2 separate regions of the Danio rerio genome follow, and region 2 is linked to region 1. A link is a contact called in public HiCAR-type data. All regions are on one chromosome and are shown on one strand. The core of a region is the stretch at or near the end of the contact, and the rest is flanking DNA. Distances in the headings are between cores, read along the strand shown. Region 1 overlaps LOC101882067. Region 2 overlaps jag1b (jagged canonical Notch ligand 1b).

Region 1 (2,700 bases), core at 81-2,580:
AGTTGTGGCTAGAAGTGCATCGACTGCATAAAATATATGCTGGAATAGTTGGTGGTTCATTCTGCCCTGATAAGTATGGGACTAAGCCGAAAGAGAATGGATGAATGAATTTTTCTCTATGAAAGTATTTTGCATGCATCAGGATAAAAATAGACGATATTAAGAGGTGGATGATATGAAACATTTTATATATTGCTGGGTGATTACTTTGATTATTTATGTTATTTCAACACCTATTCCTTGTTCATAATTATTGCACATGCACAACAACACAGGGATTTTTTACAAATAAATCCATGTTAGTATTAGCATATTGTCGTTTGATTCTCTTGTGCACCATCTGTCTTGAGCTAATATTATGTATAATCACCAATTAATTATTCCTAATGTGAACTGGTGATCATTTATTCCCATCCAGATGGTTGTTACTCAGCCTTGGAACAAAGTCAATTGAAGGATCCGTTGCTTACAGTTTGAAGGCTTGGGACGGTGGTGAAAAAACCTGACTTCATATATTCAGCTAAGTCGCAACCAATTAGATTGGCTAAGCATAAAGTGGGCGTGGCTGTAGAGATGACAGTGAACAGAAGAGCGGCCCCTGGAAACACGAGCAACACAGGAAATGTTCAATATGTTGGAGAGTGTTAAAAACCGTGCTGCAGCTTTCTTTAGCGAGGAGCCCTTTCTGACAGTGCTCAAACTCTGTTATTCTTGGCTGTGAGTCTGGGCCCTCTCTCCGGATCTACCTCTCTCTCTCTCTCCCTCTCTCTCTCTCTGTGGTGGCGAGTACAGTCAAAACCAAAAGAAAACATGCTTCGAAAGAGAAAAGTTGGGAAATAGCAGAAGGGGGATAGTAACCCTCTCCTCATTTGCCATGAAGAATGTATTTATTGCATGTATTTAGGACCAGTGCCCAAGAGAATCTCATTATGTAAGATGTATAGCCACTTACTTGAAAATGATTAACGCTATTCCAGTGCACAGTGTGTTGCACTAGCTCATCACGAGAGAAATTAGTTTGAAGCATCTAAAGTAAGAGCTCCTGGCAAAAGACTTTGTGTTGTGTTGCAGCTGTTCTTAATGTTTGAATATCGTGTAAAAAGAAATTAAGGGGAAAATTGGTATTCCTACAAATATTTGATCAAGGTATCATGCCATATATGTTTTGCTGAGCGGTAAATGAAAAGCATTTGTGCGGTTCTTTAGTAACATGACCCCCCCTCAAAAAAAAAAAAAAAATTGTGGAATGCCAAGTTGCAAATCTGGCCTCTCCCTCTCCTTCCTTCGTCTCTGATAGCAGAACATTTGCACGCTACTGACACTCTGTGGCAACCACAGGGAATCCTCCACATTCCTACCAATCACTGATACAGATTAAAATTGTGAAAAAGTAAATCTAAGTATACTGCTGTTGACTTTGACAGACACGGTAAGAGGTGTTTGCACCAGGTTTCCCTGAACTAAGACTCAAGTATGGTTAATAATCCGGCATGTGAATGTGTCCTCTGGAATTTGGAAGCTGAAAATGAAATGAAAGGAAAAAGTAGTCAAGCTTTAGCTTAACGTTTGTTAAAAGGTGCTCAACCCCATTAAACATGTAAGACCTACTGCAACCTTAAAGTAACACACTCATCTTTTTTGTAAACTGTGGGTTTCTGACTGATAGCAGCAGTATGACAAATGCCATGTTTCCTTAATAGAGATTTAACTTGCATTTTTGTGAAAGCAGTTGATGGAGATTGAGCAGCAACATGGATTTATCTATCTATCTATCTATCTATCTATCTATCTATCTATCTATCTATCTATCTATCTATCTATCTATCTATCTATCTATCTATCTATCTATCTATCTATCTATCTATCTATCTATCTATCTATCTATCTATCTATCTATCTATCTATCTATCTATCTATCTATCTATCCTATCATAACCTATTTTTTGTCTGTCTGTCCATCCGTCCGTCCGACTTGTGCACACTATCAGAAAAATTATACAAAAGCTGTCACGGTACACATATGTATGAAAAGGGTCTATTTTAGTACCTACAAATTTAAAGAAGTAAACCTTTCCAGTTAAGTAGTTGAACATGATGCTACACTTTAAAAATCCATTAATTAACAGGTTCTGGTTTTTCACGATTCTCTGTTTTTTCTCCATGTAATTGTGGTTGTGAATTATATTATAGGACCTTAATCTTTGCTCTGTGGAATTTGGATATTTAAAATTATCTGTGCAGTTTAACAAGATGACTTTTATTGATATATTAGTAGTTTGAAGCAATATATCTAATAAGAAACATAAGAGAGAGAATTAGGTTGATAAAATATGTTTTTAGGAAATGTTCTAGCAGTTTATTACCAGGTTTTTGTAGAGTAATTTATAACACCAATACAGATAACATCAAACTATTACATTTGTAATTAGTGTCTTTGAAAATTTTCAAAATCACAAGTTTTTGTAGATCTCATAAGCAATTTTAAAGAATAAAAAATTAAACAAATAGATGCAAAAAACATGAATCACAAAATACATTTTGGAAGATATTACAGTGTAAATGTAAATGCAATGTAAATTAAGCCCAATTCCCAATTAAGGAAATGTAAAAAAATAAAAAATGCAGGTTCTGTTTTGACTTTGAAAAGTTAACCCAAAGTTTAAAAATATGTTGCCATTTACTGTACTCACCCATCACTTA
Region 2 (2,700 bases), core at 33-2,532, 200 kb before region 1:
GTGCCAAACCAAATCGAAAAAGCCTTTTTTCCCTTATTTTATTTATTTTATTTTAGAAAATGGCATATATCAGGGATTCTGCAGAGTTCACCAAGTTAAATTTAAGACTTTTTAAGACCATTATGAATAAAATGTTTGACTTTTGACAGGGCTAAATGCTGTCTCCTAGTTAGAAAAGATTTTCACTTGACCCATCAAAAACTGATTATAATTTAATAATACAATAATAATAATTTAATAATAAAAATATAGGTCAGGTCAGTATCCTCAGCAGTAAAAAAAATGGAGAACTTTTAAACAAATGTTACTGTAATGAAGGAAATTAAATGCAATTTTTAAATAAAAAGTTTTGTTAAGATTGGGATTGTTGGTGATTGTATGGGTGTTCATGGCCAGATTGGGTAGCTATACATGAACATAGTAAAATTAAGACCTGTTAAAAAAAAAAAAAAAAAGATTTTAGACCTACAACCCAATATTTTAGTAGATTTAAGACTTGAAGGCCTACAATTTAGCTTTTAAGATTTAAGACTTTTTAAGACTTTAAGATGGATACCCTGTATAATGTAATCAACCCACAACATAATAATTTACATAGGCAGTTGACATAAAAGATTTGTTGTAAATGAGAATATTTTAGAAACATTCAGAAACACATACACAAACATATGTTTTGTTTTGAATAATGTACGTTGCGTTTCAGTGGAAAGTTCATGGACAAAATCAATTAAATCAGCAATGTCACAGTGAGTTCTCCAATAGTAATATAATAACATGTCATTTCAACAAACAGCAGAATATGTTCTTGTTTGCCCTCAAAAAAAGTTTAAATGCCATACACCAACACCCCTTTTATGAGAGCTTTCTTTTTTAATTCTTTCATTTTGTCAGAAGGCCTCAGGGTGTAGAAGTATGTTCTACTATAATGGCAACACCACACAAAAACAGTGTGTAGTGATATTCTGAAGCATAATGTGCCATAATTGTACTCAAATCAAAACTTTGAGGAAATGGCTGTTATTCAGGATCTTCAACACTGAGAGGTTACCCTTTTGTTAACCGTTTTAAAAGTTCACTCCAGTCCAATGGGGAAAAGGGAACCGCCGACAACTTCTTGTCTGATTATTTAATGCCAAGCCATGCAAACAACAAACAGCAGCTTTAAAACTCCACTGGGTCTTTTAGAGAGACTAACATTAGCTTGTGGCAGGACACTCTGTCTCAATAAAAGCGGAGCGGCTTGGCCTCGAAACTGCTCGGACCGTCTGGGTGGGGGGAAGAATTGTGTTTGCAGACTGCTCTATTGGCTAATGTATTTACGGCGGGTTATTTTGCATTCTCACTCCTGTTCCCATGTACCCAGGAAAGAAAAAAAAAGAAAAGAGTCAGCCGCAGAATATCTACAAGCCTGTAATTAAAAGCCATCTCCAAAACGACTCTGCGATAGCTCCCCGCTACACTTCCCCCTTACGATGGCCGTAAATAAACAGCCAAAACGATAACCTGCATCTTAAAAAAAAGGAGATAGTAAGTCACTTGAGTGCTCAGCCACAGGAAAACAGACCGGCCTCTAGGGAAAAAAGAAAACAATTAGCCTGAGGCGGCAGTTCAGCTGTAAAAATAAACACGGTGGTTGAGGAAACCTCTCTCTGTGATTAAAGGCAACTATTCTTGAACGTGCGAGAAGATTTCACTATGAGAAACCTTCACAAAAACACCGCATTTGGTCTTAAAATTATATTAAAGCAGAGATGTGACGTTAAATCTGCATGGCTGTGAAACATTTTCACCCTGTAGGCCTCGCTGGTTCCGATTTAGCACAGTAAGAGCTCTTGTTACAACAGTTGCACAATTGGATGGTTGTGTGTTCTGGCAAGCTTTCACTGAGAGATGAATAGGTAATGGGATATAATCATGCCAAATGTAACAAAGAGCTGAGGTTTTAGTATACATTGAGTTCTAGCCTTGATCTCCAATGCTTTCAAAAATGGTACAATGGCGAGAATTAGCCAAACAAGCAAGGTCTTCATAACAACATCAAGCTGTTGACCGAGTTTGAGCGAAAACATGCAAATAACTAACGAACCAATGGAAACAAAGCGGAAAAATCTCAACGTAAAACCTGCCAAGACTTGCCCTACCGAATAGAAGATTGGTTTGTTTTGCAAGAAATTCAATTTTCATTAACTGAATGACCCACTCAACACAAATGAGCAACACATGATGCATTCCTTTATGACGAACCGAATATCTGCGGTAATTCTCATCTATAGGTTTTCCTTTTCTAGGAACAGCTTTGGATAGCTATAGCTGGACTAAAAACTGCTTAATTTTGCTTTCTAGAGGGAAAAAAGAAACAATAGTAGTAGAATAAAACCACCATGTTATTTTATTCCACAGCCATTTTGTTTACGACTTATTTTTTATGTGAATCAGTGTCACAAAAGAGAACAACAGCACTTATGATCCACTTGGGAGCTATAACTACACACAAACACACACACACACACACACACATGCAGATAGATATGCATCGCTTTCTCTTCCCACTGTGGCCAAATTCATACATCATTAGTAAAACAAGCAGTGCATTTTAAAACCCAATTAAAGGTTCAGCTTGTTAGATTATGGTTAGTAGATAAGGCCTCGACATCTTGCCAGACAAAAGCAAAACATAAAATAGCTATAAATAGCTTTGTG

The links. HiCAR-type assays count read pairs that join an accessible place to other places.
Region 2: a HiCAR-type map of caudal fin shows a contact between it and region 1, with 5 times the contacts expected there. The contact joins two enhancer-like sites. A contact is called at or near these places in 1 of 18 Hi-C or Micro-C datasets (caudal fin) and 1 of 4 datasets of contacts at active chromatin or transcription factors (caudal fin).

The regions. Positions count from the first base shown.
Region 1 is chr13:38,612,136-38,614,835 of GRCz12tu, reverse strand. The region is part of intron 3 of LOC101882067; the gene reads left to right. Among named protein-coding and RNA genes, the nearest start is that of btbd3b, 100 kb to the right of the region's middle. Within about 2 kb of position 1,330, at least 6 of the 62 cell types and tissues checked have an H3K27ac peak or open chromatin away from gene starts, as enhancers often do. A contact at or near this core is called in caudal fin, where this site is marked.
Region 2 is chr13:38,816,018-38,818,717 of GRCz12tu, reverse strand. The region is part of intron 5 of jag1b (jagged canonical Notch ligand 1b); the gene reads right to left. Among named protein-coding and RNA genes, the nearest start is that of jag1b, 19 kb to the right of the region's middle. Within about 2 kb of position 1,282, at least 8 of the 62 cell types and tissues checked have an H3K27ac peak or open chromatin away from gene starts, as enhancers often do. A contact at or near this core is called in caudal fin, where this site is marked.